4 separate regions of the Sus scrofa genome follow, and regions 1, 2 and 4 are each linked to region 3. A link is a contact called in public Hi-C and HiChIP or PLAC-seq data. All regions are on one chromosome and are shown on one strand. The core of a region is the stretch at or near the end of the contact, and the rest is flanking DNA. Distances in the headings are between cores, read along the strand shown. Region 1 holds the start of MTMR14 (myotubularin-related protein 14). Region 2 holds the start of RPUSD3 (RNA pseudouridylate synthase domain-containing protein 3). Region 3 holds the start of OGG1 (N-glycosylase/DNA lyase). Region 4 holds the start of JAGN1 (protein jagunal homolog 1).

Evidence for each region. Hi-C and Micro-C count contacts between places; a contact is called where the count stands out from the background. HiChIP or PLAC-seq counts read pairs in DNA pulled down with a chosen protein or histone mark.
Region 1: a Hi-C map of liver shows a contact between it and region 3, with 2.7 times the contacts expected there. The contact joins the promoter of MTMR14 here to the promoter of OGG1 in region 3. A contact is called at or near these places in 7 of 47 Hi-C or Micro-C datasets (epiblast stem cells, fetal heart ventricle, heart right ventricle and 2 more) and 1 of 2 datasets of contacts at active chromatin or transcription factors (alveolar macrophages).
Region 2: an H3K27ac HiChIP or PLAC-seq map of alveolar macrophages shows a contact between it and region 3. The contact joins the promoter of RPUSD3 here to the promoter of OGG1 in region 3. A contact is called at or near these places in 1 of 5 promoter capture datasets (liver), 4 of 47 Hi-C or Micro-C datasets (fetal liver, heart right ventricle, liver and 1 more) and 2 of 2 datasets of contacts at active chromatin or transcription factors (alveolar macrophages and skeletal muscle).
Region 4: an H3K27ac HiChIP or PLAC-seq map of alveolar macrophages shows a contact between it and region 3. The contact joins the promoter of JAGN1 here to the promoter of OGG1 in region 3. A contact is called at or near these places in 1 of 5 promoter capture datasets (liver), 2 of 47 Hi-C or Micro-C datasets (heart right ventricle and liver) and 2 of 2 datasets of contacts at active chromatin or transcription factors (alveolar macrophages and skeletal muscle).

The regions. Positions count from the first base shown.
Region 1 is chr13:65,946,900-65,950,674 of Sscrofa11.1, reverse strand. MTMR14 (myotubularin-related protein 14) reads right to left here and starts at 2,155. Exons shown (of 18, transcript XM_013981948.2): 1 at 1,849-2,155. The coding sequence starts at 2,004.
Region 2 is chr13:66,131,139-66,135,027 of Sscrofa11.1, reverse strand. RPUSD3 (RNA pseudouridylate synthase domain-containing protein 3) reads left to right here and starts at 1,254. Exons shown (of 9, transcript XM_013981960.2): 1 at 1,254-1,409; 2 at 1,705-1,844; 3 at 3,258-3,302; 4 at 3,446-3,545. The coding sequence starts at 1,285. It overlaps LOC106505669 (a long non-coding RNA gene), which reads right to left and starts at 1,218. Exons shown (of 3, transcript XR_002337652.1): 1 at 1,059-1,218; 2 at 105-326.
Region 3 is chr13:66,035,923-66,040,101 of Sscrofa11.1, reverse strand. OGG1 (N-glycosylase/DNA lyase) reads right to left here and starts at 1,433. Exons shown (of 10, transcript XM_001928192.7): 1 at 953-1,433; 2 at 570-677. The coding sequence starts at 676. BRPF1 (peregrin) reads right to left here. Exons shown (of 12, transcript XM_021069303.1): 12 at 2,656-3,509. The coding sequence ends at 3,326.
Region 4 is chr13:66,153,255-66,157,267 of Sscrofa11.1, reverse strand. It overlaps JAGN1 (protein jagunal homolog 1), which reads right to left and starts at 2,413. Exons shown (of 8, transcript XM_021069312.1): 1 at 1,414-2,413. The coding sequence starts at 1,502.

The sequences.
Region 1 (3,775 bases), core at 906-3,405, 90 kb after region 3:
GACACATTGCTGGACCACAGGCCCTAAATGTGTAGTTCATGAACCCATATATGGTAGGCTTTAGGACAGACTCTTTCCCTCAATGCTTCAGGAAAATCTTGTAGCATTTGAAGAGAGGATTACAGATTCTTAAAGGGGTCCACAATCCATGAAATATTAAGAACTCCTGCCTAGGTTACTTTAAGTAGCACTAATCCATTATCTTCCTTTGCCCCGAAATTCTCCTTCATTCTCCAGCCAAAGACCAGTACCTAGAAGCTCAAGTTAGCATAATGAGTAAAAGCTGCAGACAAAGCTGTCTCCTTACACACAATTTGCTTATGAAATAGAAGAAACAGCACCCTTAAAATTGCTGTGGTTTTGCTCATCTCAGGGAAAGGCCCATTAGAAGAAAGACATAAGACCTGTAACATCCCAAGAAGCCTGCAAGAGATCATAAATTTAAGGCCAGCTAGAGTGAGAGTCAGGTGTAACTCTTTACAACCCTAATCTTCAGGGGTGTTTACAACGGAAGGGGGGCCCAGCAAAACCACTGACCCTCTACCCATCCAAAAGACCAATGGGGAAGGAAAAACTCAGTGGCTTAAACTAGCAATCCTCAAATTTCAAGGTTCATATCATTAACAAGCCTATTTAAAAAAATACAAATTCCAAGTTACCACTCTCAGAAATTCTAACTCAGTAGGACTGGATAGGACCAAAGAAACTTTTTTATCAAGCACCCCAGGAGTTCCTGTCGTGGCTCAGTGGTTAACGAATCCAACTAGGAGCCATGAGGTTGCGGGTTCGATCCCTGGTCTCACTCAGCGGATCTAGGATCCGATGTTGCCATGAGCTGTGGTGTAGGTTGTATATGCAGCTCGGATCTGGCGTTGCTATGGCTGCTGCGTAGGCCGTCTCCAATTAGACTCCTAGCCTGGGAACCTCCATATGCCACGGGTGCAGCCCTAGAAACGACAAAAAACAAACAAAAACCAACAAGCACCCCAGATGATGCTGAAGTGGGTAGTCCTCAGGCTAAGAGCTGAGAAATAGTCATCTGGACAGTGGAGGAAACTCATTGTTACTGAAGCCTTCCCTGGGTTACTCTAGAGACTAGCAGATGCCAACTGCTGTGTGTCCCATTATAGGTAACCCCTGGAGCCAAACCAGAGTTTCAAGACCCAGGATGAAAAAGAATCCCATTAGAAAACCTGATGCTAACCCCTCCAAAACCACGTGGGGAATGAAAGATGGCAGGGTCAGCAAGATTCCCTAGGATGGGAATGGCCTGATCAGACTGGAAGCCTTCCAGGTCTGGCCATAAGGAGACTGAAAAGAATCTCAAAGGCAGAAAAAAAAGAGGAACCAAGACTTGTTTTTCATAAAGGAACAGAGGAGTGTGGGCTCCCTTCATGCACAAAGGGAAAGGAAAGGGATGGTCCTAATTCTAAAGTCACTCTGAGACTGTATAAAGAATCAACACACTCCAGTTTAACTCTTGACTTCATTCTGCCCCACCCCTCCACGGAGCTGCAGAAATCCTCTAGATTTTTAATTCTAGACTTGGAGGCTTCTGTGCTAGTATCTTATGCAGGGGAACAACCCTCCTCAGCTCCTCCTCTCTAATCTCTGAATGGCCCCTCAGTTCGGATCCCTAGCCTCCAAATCCCTTGTCTCAAACCAAAACGTCGTCCTTCCTTGGCTCATTCTGATCCCAGCTCCTCCTTTTCGGTTTTTAAACCCGACCCTTGCTCTACAGGTCCAGATCCTGGCAATCTCCCTCTCTCCCTCCTTTCTCTGACCTGTCTCTCCTCAGTAGCTTCCCAAGCCAGGGACCCTCTGCTGCTCACCGTGCCTCCGACTCACCTTAGAGCCTCCCGTCCCGCTAAAATCCTTGGCCCGATACTGAGTCCGGGAGAACTCCTCCAGCAGCTCCCCGAGCCCCGGCTCCTGCGGCTGCGGGTTGCCCGAAGAAGCCGAAGACCCCGCCGAGGCAGCGGCGGCGGCCCGAGCGCCGGCCATGGCCCAGTCCCGTGTCCCCTTTAGCGCCAGAGGCCCCCTCACCACCGATCAGGACAGCCCATAGCAGCGGGAGGAACCTACTCCGGTCCGGAACCTCCCGAGCCGCCTCAGCCGCCGCCTTGCCTTTCCACTTCCGGCCCCGCCCCACCCTGCCGGATGTTTACTCCAGTTCTGGCCAATCGGAGCCCGAGATTAGCGCCCCGCCTCAAGATTATCGGCCCACCCCCTGACGCGGAGCTTTCCAAGTGGTCTCCAGGGAGCGGACCGCGGCCACTCGCAGAAACCTCGTGCTCCTCCCCACGGGGTTTCCCCCGGGGAAGCCGGACTAAACCATTGGGGCTGGGGGGGGGGAAATAGCGTGGTAACTGAGAGGAAGGAACCACCACGGGAAAGACTAGCGGAACAGTGGAATGAACCATTACAAGGAGAGGAGGAGGGAACTGTTGGAGGCAACTAATTAGTGTTGGCAACCCTAGTAAGTAAGAAAACAGCATTTTCTAAGGCACTTTGCTTTCACTGCTCCTCAAAATGTCCCTACGAATACAGTGCTGCAATGGCCAATCCATTTTATTGAAGAAGAAACGCGGGGGTTGGTGGGAATGACTGGCTTGAAATTATATGATGAAAAAGGCCCATATTACTGTTCTTTTTATCTAGTGCAATATTTCCAACACTCACGGAAAAGGAGAGAATAGTATAATGAACCCCCATGTATCCATTAGCTGGTTTCAACAATAATCAGCATATACCACCCTGTTGTTTAATCATCCTTTCCTCATCTAGTAGAATTATTTCAAAGCGCATCTCATTGTTTAACCTGAGAATACGTCAGTGATTTATCTCTAATAGATTAGTATTGTTAGAAAAATAATTAAGAAAGACAATTTAGGTGTTAAAGAAACTAATACTTCATGAAGCCTCCAGTGTTTGTCCTCAAGGGGCCAAAGAACTGCAAAATGGAGCTGGAGGCAGGAAACTTTTGTAGGATAAAGAATAAGGAAGTGAAAAATAAAAAATGATTAAAGAGCAAGGAAGTAAGTATAGAGCCTACAGTTGGCTTGGCGTTTGGGGATTGGCTGACTAGATATAGTATGTTACTGGTCAAGCAGAAGATTTACAAAAGTTATCTAAGTTTTGGTATGTTGCCATGGCAGCCTGGGCAGGAGTGGCACCATCTTTGGTCTAGAAATATATTTCAGCAGTTCCCCCTTTTATCATCCTATTGATCATCCAAGAAGTTTGGGGAAAAAAATCGGTATTCATTTTACTGTACAGCAGAAATGTTCACAACATTGTAAATCAACTATAATTCAATAAAACCTTTAAAAAAAGAAAAGAAATCAGTATTCAGTATTAACATGACCCTCAGTCACCACTGCCTCTTCTGATCTCAGTGTAGTATTCACAAAAAGTGATGTCAGGCTTGTATTCTTGGAGCTGGTTCCATTCTTTCTTTCACTTTTGTCATTGCACTTCAGAGAGAGACCATCTGTTGGCTGGTCAATGGCTGCCCATACACATTTAAAATTTTTGAGAGAACCCAGCTTATTAGGCTGACAATAATAATTACTAGCAACAAAACAACGTCCGTGATTTGGAGAGTACTCCTGAGCCAATGTCCCTATGTTTCAAATCAGCAAGAAAACTAGAGACATTCCCTTAAGCCAGTCAGTGTGTTCATGTATTTTGTGTAACTATTTACTAAAAGTATTTATCTACGGAACTTGTTCCAGAGAAATTGAGGCAGTGGAAATCAGGGAGAAGTTTTTGA
Region 2 (3,889 bases), core at 5-2,504, 95 kb before region 3:
GCTGGGTGTGGATCCTGTTGTGCCACCTCGGGAATTCCTCTTTGGTTTATTGCATTTAATGTCTTATTTCTCTGGTTGCCCCCTCCCTCTCCTCCTCCCCATACCTTTCCCTCCTGGTGAATCTTCTATTACTTCTTTACAGCTCGTCACTCACAACTCCCGTACTTTCTTCAATTCCAATGGGCTCCTCACTCTTCTCTCTCTCTCTCTCAGCATCTCCACAGGGTTTCCGCAAGGTGGGTTGTGATGCTGTTATTTTAAAGGTGAACTTCTTGTGGGTGGGGCTGAGTCTTAAAAATCTCTTTCTGGTTCACAGATGTCAAGGCCTAGCACAAAGTTAACATTAAAAAAATGCTGAAATTCGGGAGTTGCCATGAGGATGCAGGTTCAATCCCTGGCCTCCCTCAGTAGGTTAAGGAGACATTGCCCTGAGCTGTGGTGTAGGCCAGCAGCTACAGTGCCTATTGGACCCCTAGTCTGGGATCCTCCATATGCCGCAGATGCAGCCCTAAAAAGACCAAAAAAAAAAAAAAAAATGTTGAAATTGGTGATGATAAGATTTATTTCCCTGGCAGTTCTAATCATAAGACAATTTATGTTTCCACTTTGATTATTTGTTCTGTTTTCGCTTTAATAAATAATGCTGTGGTGACCCTCTTTGAGCCTCTGGCCTTTTTTTCCTTTTGGATTATTCACTTAGCTGTGTTCTTCAAAACAAAGTTACTGGACCAATGAATGTGGGTTTTTTTTTCCAATTTGCCTTGCAAGATCGTGCACAATGGTATTTTTGTTTGTTTGGGTTTTTTGTTTGGTTTTGTTTTTTAAATCAGAAAACTCCTAAGGGAGTTCCCACCAGTGGCTCAGCAGAAATGAATCTGACTAGTATCCTGAGGAAGCAGGTTTGATCCCTGGCTGTGCTCAGTGGGTTAAGGATCCCACATTGCCGTGAGCTGTGGTGTAGGTTGCAGACACGGCTTGGATCTGGTGTTGCTGTGGCTGTGGTGTGGGAAAAAGAAGACGACTCTTAAGAATTACAAGGGTAATCAGAAAACCTTTACCTTTAGTCCTGCCTTTGTCCTAAGGCAGGACCCCTGACCTCGAGTAAAATCCTCCTCTGCTCTGTGCCACCGTTTCCCCCAAAGCACAAAAAGGAATTTCGGCATTTCCTCTGCTAGCAAAGGCAAAGCTCCCTCTTGTCGCCGCTCTGACCCTCGCTACTCCGATTGACAATCAGTCTGACCAATCAGAGCGCTGTGAGCGAGCCGGGGCAGCCCTTCCGGACACATGCGCACTATCCTCACACCGGAGATGGGTGGCTACCGTGTCTGGGGCCAGGTCTGGGGCGGCTGTCGGCAGGGTCTGGGGATCTGCGCAGTGCCCAAGGCCGCAGGCTTTGGCACCGAGGCCAGGTGATTACGCACCTCCTGTTTCATGCGGGAGGGAGGTTGGGGCAAGATGAGGGTGTGTGCGGGATCAGCAGTTAGCCCTGCTGTGTGACCCTAAGTTAGTCAATTGACCTCTCTGAGCCTCAGTTCTCCCCGGGGTAAAATGCAGCTAGTTGAACCTGAATTTTCAGGATGCCCAACTCAGGCTTTCGGAAGCATTTGTGGGAAGCCGCAGGATTTGGAGAGAGATGTTGGAAATAAGAATGGGTGGCACCTCGGGAAGTTATGATTCTCCTGTTGCTTACCTTACTTTTCCTAGGCATCAGCTGCAATCCCGAGGTTCTAGCAAACGGTTGGGCTCCTTGGGTGACAAACCTTTCCGGAGGCTGCTGCAGCCAGAGAATCTCAGTCGGGAAGAGCTGGTTGATGTACTGAGGGAGGCTGTGGTGGACCAGAAAGGTGAGGAGTGGGAGGGACGGCTGCAGACAGATTAAGAAGGGGAGCAATTCTCACCTTAGCCTTCCGGGTACCTGGCTGGGCTCCCTACTAAAGGCTTCTGGGTCAAATCCTGGTTCTGATTCCCACTAGCCACTGGAGTTAGGACCAGCCACACAATCTCTTCAGTGCCTCACTATCATGGGTACAGGGGTATGGGGTGGGGGTGGGGGGTGTAAGTAGAGAACCTTGCATACAGTAGGCACTCCACAATGGGAATTGCTGTAATGAAGTTTTTATTGATGGACAAAACACAAGCTTTGAAATCATATCTCGGCTCTGTAATCAGCTTGTTGTGTGGCTTTAGGAAAATAATTTCCCTGAGTCTCAGTCTCCTGTAATTTATTATTAATTTTCTCAACTATTTATTGAACATAGGCTATGTTCTGGGCACTGTTCTAGACATGGCTATATAGTACTGAACAAGATAAATATGGTTCATGCCCTTAGGGAGCCAACATTTCAGTGGGAGAAGTTGATGAACCAGGAAATAAATTAACAGGTACTTACTAGTCAACAGTGCTATGAATAAAATGGTGTTATAAGAGTACCAGGAAGTTCCCGTCGTGGCTCAGTGGTTAAGGACTCTGACTAGGAACCGTGAGGTTGCGAGTTCCATCCCTGGCCTTGCTCAGTGGGTTAAGGATCCGGTGTTGCCGTGAGCTGTGGTGTAGGTCCCAGACGTGGCTCGGATCTGGCCTTGCTGTGGCTGTGGCGTAGGCCGGTGGCTACAGCTCCGATTAGACCCCTAGCCTGGGAACCTCCATATGCCACAGGAGCGGCCCTAGAAAAGACCAAAAAAAAAAAAAAAAAAAAAAAAAAGAGTACCACTTGTAGCCTGGGTTAAGAACCCAACTAGTATCCATGAGGATGCTGGTTTGATCCCTGGCCTCACTCAGTGGGTTAAGGATCCTGCGTTGCCACCAGCTGTGGTGTAGGTCACAGATGCGGGCAGACTGTGGCTTAGATTCCACATTGCTGTGGCTGAGGCTGGCAGCTGCAGCTCCATTTTGACCCCTAGAGTGAACTTCCATATGCGGCAGTTGCGGCCCTAAAAAAAAAGAAAAAAAAAGGTATTATAATGATAAGGAACTACAGGAAGGGAGCCGACATTAGATTGGGGATTGAGACATTTGAGCCAGGATGAAATGAAGGAGTCAGCCATGTGAAAATCAGACAGAGGAAACAGCAAATGCAAAAGCCCTGGGGTAGCAGGCAGCAGGCTTAGTACATGCAAGACACAGAAAGAAATTCAGTTCAGAGTGTAGTGGATAAGTCATGTCTGAGTTGTAGCGGGACCACAGGATGGTATGTATTGAGAAAGTGCTTTGTAAGCTGCTTTTGCTATTGCTGATGTTTATATAATATATGTTTCAGGACCTCTGGTGACGTTGAACAAGCCACAGGGTCTGCCAGTGACAGGTATGGATGGGGGAAAGAGATGTAATGAGAAGGGTATTGATGTCTCTGAGGGGAGGAAGTAGTGAAGAGAAGGCATGGGGGGATAAAGTTGCCAATGGGAGCAACTTGGATTTTTCCTTTTTTTTTTTTTTTTTTCTTTCCAGGAAAACCAGGGGAGCTGACGTTGGTCTCAGTGCTTCCAGAGTTGAGCCAGTGCCTGGGGCTCGGGGAACGGGAGCTCCAGGTTGTCCGAGCATCTGGGAAGTAAGTGGTGAGGGTGATAGGAAGGTAGGAGGACAGGCTTCCATTTAGGTGGGGCACAGCTGCTTGGGAAAAAACTGAGACATTTTCCATGGGCTGGTTTGGGATCACAGAGGTAGGATACAAGGAAAAGGAGGAGAAGGTGGACAGCTCTGGGATCAAATCCTTATGCACAAACTGTGATCTTAGTTATCATTAATCCTCAGTTTCTTCAGTCATGAAATTGAGCTAATAATACCTATGCTCAGTGCACAGACCCTTCTCCAGTCCATGTTCACAGCAGGCAGTGTAAATTGATGTGATAATTCTTTCCTCTAATTGCCATCAATTAGAGATGGTGCTTGAGA
Region 3 (4,179 bases), core at 184-2,683:
CCAGGCACACGGGAGGCCTAGCATTCAGTTTCCCGTCCTGCACACTTTGGGGCCCTCCCATTCTACAGCTGCTCCATATACAAAACTGATTTACAAAATGCAATTATATCATTTGATCCTTGCAGCTACACTGCACCCGCAGGCTTATTATCTCCACTTCATAAAGGAGGTAACAGGGTCACCACCCGTGCCTCAGTCTCTCCTTTGTACTCTGAAGTTTCTTCCATCTCCCCCAATGATTCCCCCCCTTTTTTTTTTTCCTTTTGTCTTATTAAGGTCGCGGCGACATATGGAGGTTCCCAGGCCAGGGGTCCAATTGGAGCAGCCAGCCTACGGCCACAGCGACGCCACAGCAACGCCAGATCCAAGCCGCGTCTGAGACCTACACCACAGCTCACGGCAACGCCGGATCCTTAACCCACTGAGCGAGGCCAGGGAATCGAACCTGCAACCTCATGATTCCTAGTTGGTTTCGTTTCCGCTGCACCTCGACGGGAACTCCAAACCCCCAGTGATTCTTTACGTCCCAGGTCTGCAGTGCTTAGAAGCCAAGAGCCAGGGTGACTTACCGGAAGGATTGCCCAGAAGCCAGAACCAGGTCCAGGCGCAGCTCAGAGCGTGGGCAGGGGATGGAGGCCCATAGAGCTGGGACAGAGGCTAGGGTGCGATGCCCCATGCTACGGGGCAGAACGGAGAGAGGGCTAATCTTTCCACTTCAGGCTCTGCCCCGTGATGGTCCTGCCCACTCCATAGCAGCTCTACTTACCACCAAAAGACCACGCCCCTCAAGGCCTCCCCACCAAATCCTGACCTCTAAATTGATTTAAAGCCCCGCTAGTTTCATTTAAATTCCTTCACTCCCCTCAGGCCCGGCCCCTTGCTGGCCACCAAAGCTCCGCCCCTCCCATTCTGTCCTATCTCCTGCCTCTACCCTCCGGCGCATCCTCCTTACATGTCCTCCCCTTGCCCTCCACAGCCTCTGGGCGCGCACCACAGGTCCTCAAGCGGCTGAGACTTTGGGAAGCGCGCGCAGAAGCGCTCTTCCGGTTTCTTAAGGGGCGGACCTCGCTAGCGCCGGAAGTAGGGCTCAAGCCCGGCTAATTGGATCCAGAGGTAGCCAGTCGGCGGAGAGCTAAGAGAGGCCAATGAAAATCGGGCGTGGCGTCGGGTGGGTGGACTTTGCAGCGCCTCAGCGGTTGGCGCGCGCTGGGCTAGCTGCCCGCCCTGGGCTTTTTCTCTGCGCTTGTGCTCGCTCCGCACGCCCGCTGGTTCCGTCCCGACGTCCCGCAGCCCGGTCGCAGAGAGCGCCCTCAGGCCCTAGTCCTCACTGTCCATTCTCCTCAGAGCCCTGGGACTCCTCAGGGTCTGCCTGCCCTCAGAATCAGGTCCTATCCCCTGCCGTCCAAAGATAGCTTTTCTCACCGAGCCTCTCCCTCCTCAGTCCGCCTCCCATGAACCCCCCTTCACCGAGAATCGCGCCAGAATGCAGCTCCGGCTCCGTTGAGCCTCTGAGTGTCTCCACAGCGCCTGGTCCGGAGGATCTGCCCTTGCGCCCGCCGGCTGAGCGGCTTCCCTCGGAGACCTTGTCGCTGAGCATTGACGCTGCAGCCTCAGACCTCCTCACGGGCTTCTTCGTGAGAGATCTAACAACTCTGTCTCAGGACGCAGCAGCTTCTTCCTGCAGATGCAGCCAGCCTGGGGCCTCCTCGGGGACTGGGCCAGGCGGCCCATAGAGGCCACAGGACCACCAAGTGTGTGGTCCCGAGGTAGCCCAGATGCCAGCGCCTTGGACTGGCCCAGGAAGGATGTGTCATGCAACTTCTTCCATTCTGGAAAAAGTTAAAAATCAAGGAGACAAAGAACTGTCTTTGGGTGGTTTTTCCCCTGCGTAGTGATATTTGGTTCCTGCATCTGAATAATGAGCCTGGCAGCTGATCTGTCAGTGTCCACCCACCCACAGAGCCTGGCAGCATCTCCATTGCCCTGCTCAGTAGCTGCAAGGCAGGGACAGCTGCTTGCCTGTAGCCCTCTCACCTGTAGGCAGGCCAGCTCATAGGTGCCCAGACTTGGAGGGCTTTCCTTCAATAAATGTTGAAATCAGAAGAGGTGTCAGGGTTGGGAATGAATGAAGAGTAACCTTTTGCATTCCTGCTCAGTCCGCAGCTAAACAGGGAAGGTCACAGCTATAGCCACTGTAAAGAAGTACTTGGACCATCCAACTGGCAAAGAACTTGAAGCACCTGGAGTCCACTAGAAACAGGCACTAGACTTTTCCAGCAGTTTGGCATGCTGTTTAAAGGGCAAGCATTGCAGAGAGGCAAATCCTACCTCTGTGACTTCCCAGATGTAGGGACTTAGGCAAGTTACTTAATGTTTCTAAACCTCAATGTATGTCTTTGTGGAGATAAGTGCCCTATTAACTTTGCCCAAAGTTACTTCAAGGATTATACAAAACTATCTAAAAGTGCTTCAGCACAGGGTCTACCACTTAGTTAAGTTCATGGAGAACGGGAGCTGTCACATTATTTTTGCTATTGTCTTAACAAATGCAGCAGACACAGCAACAAGCAACCGCTTGGGGCCAATTATTTACCATCCCTGGGGGAGAGAACCTTTTATCCCTTTGCCCTGGCAGAAGGCAAGAACCAAGAATTCCAAACAGACCATTTATTTTCTAAGAATCAATATATTTTCTTCCTTTGAAATAAATACAAACCAGTTTGAAAGGAGAGGGAAATCTATGGGAAGAAGGGAAGTGGGGACAGGCCCCAGGATTTTTAGTACCAAATGACTCTGGCGCGACCCGGAAACGCAGTTACAAATGAGAATAATTTAAATTCTCCGCTAATTACAGTATTTACAACAGCAGGGGAGGGGGTCACCTAGTGCCCCTCTTCCGGGCTGGACAGACATCAATCCCACTGCTAGGCTGGGCAGATGCCCGCTCACCTCACCACCTCAGGGGCCTCAGGCCACTAGGCAGTTAGGATTCTCCTGGCACAAGCAGGCAGGTGGTGGGATGGCCTGTTTACACAGTGTCCTAACCTTGGCCCACCACCTTGCACTGCAATGCCGTGAGGTCTCTGGAGCTTTCTGGCCTGTAGGACCTCTCCTCTCATTGCGCAGAGCCACCATGGGCCCTTGGAGTGTTCTGTACAGTCCAGCTGCACTCAGGGCGGGAGGGACCTCCCCCACCCAGCTTCCCCTGAGACTGGCCCCAAGACCAGGAATGAGTCAGTGCAGAGGCCGATGCCACTCCAGGACAGTGAGCAAAGGGGAGGAGAGAGGTGGCAGGGCACTGTAGGCTGGGTTGTTCTGGGCAGTATTAGTCACTATCGCTGGTTTCGCTGCTCTGCTCGCCTTGCACCTTGCTGCGGTGCTGCAGAGCCCTGTGGTAGGCAATCTGTACTGACTTGCGGATGTTGGATTTGCGGCCCTCCAGCATCTTCTCCTTGTCAAGGTCCTGGTTCACGCCCAGAGGAACCAGCTTAGTTCTGGGCAGCCACTGCCTGTAGGATGAAGTGAGGATCAGAAAAGTTATCTCTGGGAGAGCAACAAGCACCGGCCTTCCTTACTTATTCATTCATTCAAAAACACCTCTTGAGTGCCAACTCTGGGCCAGGCTCTGGTGGGAGGTAAGAGAAACTGAGAGATGCAGTCCCTGCCCTTATGGAACTGCTCACAGTCTAGCGATGAAAAGAGCCCAGTCAACAGTCTTACTGAGGGATAACCACAGGGTATTTATGGGTGTAAAAAGAGGCCTATCCCAACCTGAAATAAGTACCCTATCCCAGAGGCTCCAGGCAGACTTAACTGATATTAAATATTATCTGCAGACAATAACAACAAAAGATTACATACATGAAAGTGACAGAACAGGATTCAGAGCCTGAATGATTATGCCTGCTATATCTCCATTTGTCACTATGAGGCGGAGGTGGAAAAACTAAGTCTAGAAGCTACCTGAATCTGGGTGGGTAGCCACCCCCACATTTGTCACAGTCACTGATAATCCTTTGGTTTCTAGCTACTGCTGTTTATCAGCTGCTGCCCATTCAGTCTCTCATACTCATGGTCAATACGACCCTTTTGTCTAAAGATCTAGGTCCTTCCCCCACTGATTTATGACAGTCTGGGCTGTCAGCTGCTAGAGTTCCCTGGCAGCCTGGCCCCATACTC
Region 4 (4,013 bases), core at 1,164-3,663, 120 kb before region 3:
GGCTGGGAACAAGGTATGGAGGAAGAAAAAATAATTAGAAAACAAACTAGAAAAGCTCTAGTAAATCTATGTTGCAAATTATATGGATCATAGGAAGGAGTAATTAATTCTGCTTGGGATGAATTGCCTAAGAAGGCTGTCTAGACAAGGATGCTATCTGAGCTAGGCTCTGAGAAGTGGGTGGAGATGAAAACTCCAAGCAGAGCTAAGAGCATGCAAGCAAAAAAGGCCTAAGCATTTGTGTTCCAGGAAAGCAAGTGGTTGGGTGTGGAAGGACTACACTGTGGTGAGGAAGGGAGTAGCAGGACATGAAGTTGCAGACTATGAAAGAGTCAGTTTAAAGGCAGAAGAGGAACCGAGGGCTGTGTTTTGAAAGATGATTAACTGTAGCACAGGCATTCAGCCCATTAGAGGAGGTACTGGCAGCAAGGAAACCAACTCAGGCTGCCCACACTTCTCCAGCTAGAGTACATTTTTCACCTAAAGGAAGCCCATTTTCTCTTATTCTTTGAATTTCTCAGGTCCTAAATCCACTTTACATCTCCTTCGAGGGCAGAGTTCTGCTCTAGACAGACATGAAAACACAGGCTTGGCTGTGAGTCCCCTTGGCAGGGGTCTAAGGATAGGAATAAAGTGAGGGTTCGCAGAGCTTGTCACTCTTTAAAACTCTGGAGAAAAAGATGCAGAAAAGATTCTGGGAAAGTTTAATGGGATTAAGAAAGAAAATCTTTTAAAAAAATTCATTATAGAACGTGCAGAAAGGTCGGGGGGAAAAATCAGTCACCTGTAGACTTCAAACTTCATGAAGGCGGGACCATTTTTGTTTGTTTGTCAATAAACTTTTTATTGAAAGTATAACATGCATACAAAGACTAGGTTGTTTCCGCTATTGTATCTTCAGTGCCTAGCACAATGCATGATGGGTAGAAACTCAATAAATATCTGTTGAAGGAATAAACGAATGTAGAAATATACCTTACGTGCTGGTGGATGGTGGTGGTCCATTAAACTCATTTTAGGGCCACATTCCCCAAAAAGCCCAAAATATAGCAGCTACTACGTATTGGGCAGACTTACGGGCTGTTATGCTACGTCCTTTACGCTAATTGTTGCCTCATTAATTCACCAATATCAAAATGGCAGATTAAATTTCCCTTGCCAGATGAGAAAACTGAGGCTCAATTAGAAATTCTGTTCCCGAGGGCGGAGAGCCAGGCCAGCATCGCAGTGGAGCGGGCCGGACCCCTCGAGGCACAGGGGGATCAAAGGTGGAGCTCAGAGGAGCAAGGGGGCTTCTCGAGATTGGGGACCGGTTCCGGGTTGTCCTAGAAGGAGGGACTTGGCAGGTGCGCGGGGGCTGCCTGGGAAGCAAGATCCTGAGGCCTGGCCCGCAGATCTAGCCTCACTTCATACCTCATCTGGTAGTGCATGGCGACGCGCTCCCGGTGCTGAAAGTCGCTGCCGTCGGTGCCAGCCGCTCGCGGGCCTGCCCGAGACGCCATTGTCCCCACCCAGAACCCAGGAGCCCGTCACACCGACCCGCTGTCACGACTACCACGCCAAGCGGCCCACGGACGCCGTTCGCGCCACCTCAGCTCAGCCAACCCAAGAGCCTGGGGTTTCGCGAGGACAACTTCCGGCCTGTCTGTCCCTGGAGGACCGACTCTGTGGTCATTCCCCTGTGCAAGCGCACGCGCAGGAGAACACGTACGCACGCGCGCGCTCTCGGCCCCGCCCCAGCAGTCTCTCCCCGCACTTTGCCCCGTGCAGAATATTAATTCACAGCACATGTATATTTTTGCCAAGGTCTTGCTGATTCTCCAGCCTCTCCAGCACTTTCACTTCTTAAACTCTCACTCAAGTTTAAGATGTCTCAGTCCCCACTTCACAGATTGGGGAAACTTATTCCTGGAAAAGATATGTGACTTTCTCAAGAGCATACATCTTCCATCCTGTCTTAAAGTATCTCCCCACAGATTACTTAATCATTGCAAAGAGGAAACGGTAACTTCACAGGAGATATCGGGAGAAGGCACAGGAGAAACCTGGCATGCATCCCCTTAACTAAGTAAGCAAATTAACTTGACCGGAAGTGAGACAAACTGAATCTTTCTGCCTCCTGATAAAGCTGAGGACACAGCATCACTTTTGTGATGTGCATGCCCAAAATACTCAGCCTGAATCTATCATGAAGAGATGACAGATAAACTCAAATTGAAAGACATTCTGCAAAATAACTGGACTGTGCTTTCTTTAAAATGTCAAGGCCATGAGAAAAAGAAATTAGGTAGAAGTAGAAAGCAGGGCAGTGGCTGCAGGGCTAGAGGAAAGAAGGAATGGAGACTTGTTCAGTGGGTACAGAGATGAAAAGGAGATGAAAAAGTTCTGGAGATCAGTGTGGTAAGGGTTGCACAACAGTGTGAATATACTTAATGCCAGTAAACTGTACACTTAAAAATGATTACTTTTAGAAGTTCCCATTGTGGCTCAGCAGAAACAAATCTGACTAGCATCCATGAGGAAGTAGGTTTGACCCCTGGCCTTGTTCAGTGGGTTAAGGATCTGGTGTTGCTGTGAGTTGAAGAGTAGGTTGTATACACAGCTTGGATCCAGCATGGATGTGGCTGTGGCTGTGGAGTAGGCCAGCAGCTACAGCTTGGATTCGACCTCTAGCATGGGACCCTCCATATGCTGTGGGTGCAGCCCTAAAAAGACAAAAATTGTTACTTTTATGTTATGTGCATTTTACCACAATAAAACACAAATAAGAACATTTCAAAATTGTTACCCGAAAAACTAAACCATTTTTCCATGTGTTTTGAGTCATTTAGATTTCCTTTCCCTGAACTATGTTCCTATTCTTTGTTTTGTCTTTTGTCTTTTAGAGCGAACCTGTGGCTTATGGAGGTTCCCAGGCTAGGAGTCAAATCAGAGCTGTAGCCACTGGCGTACACCACAGTTTATGGCAACGCCAGATCCTTAACCCACTGAGTGAGGCCAGGGATGGAACCTGCAACCTCATGTTCCTAGTTGGATTTGTTTCCGCTGTGCATGATGGGAACTCCCATATTCTTTGTTGTTTGTGTACTGCATTGCTGGTCTTGTTTGTTTTTGTTTTAAATGGCTGCACTCAGGCTAGGGATTGAATACCCCTACACACAGCTGCGGCAACACCAGATCCTTAACCCACTGCACTGGGCAGGGATCCAACCTGAGCCACCTCAGAGACAGCATTGGATATTTAACCCACTGTGCCACAGTGGGAACTCCCAGAAAAGTTTTTTAAATGTGGTTGAATATACAGTCTTTTCTTTTTGGCTTCTCAATTTTTATTCATAACTAGAGTCCTTCTCTACTCCAAGGTATCTCAAATGATTTTATGCATTTGGCATTTGATGATCATGCTCAGACATCTGAGCTCCTCAAAGAGAGGTGTAAGAACCAAGTTACTAGCCCATGTGTCTGGCACAGGGTAAAAGCTCAACATGATTGCTGGATATATACATTCCAAGTGAGCCCAAACCATCCTCTTCTCCTAAGCACTGTGAAGAATCCTCAGGTTGACAGAACCATCCTCGACACTCCCCAATCCTACCACAGACACTCTCTGGCTTTAGCTTGTACTTATCTCTGTCTTTTCTGTGTGTGATTTCCATGATGTTCGTCAGGGCCAGACTGCTTCTGAGTCATCACTGGCTTATCATGAGACTCTTAAGCACAGTGGATGCTCAATAAATGTTTGAGCATGAATGTCCACGGGAGGGGTCCCAACCCTTTCCCCAGAACTTCCTCCCTGAAGCTTTTCTCCCTGCTTTTGGTTTGCCTTAGAGTTTATTGATTTGTGTTCTTGTCACTTCACCCTTCTCCTTCCCTCTTCAAATTATTGCAGTGATGTTTCCTTGCCTTTGAACACCCCACCCACCCAGGACTTTCAAAAGACTGGCTCCAGGCCTAGCGTAAAGCTGTAGTATCAATGTTTCTGTGTCCCCGCCTCCCCACCTTTCCCCACCATT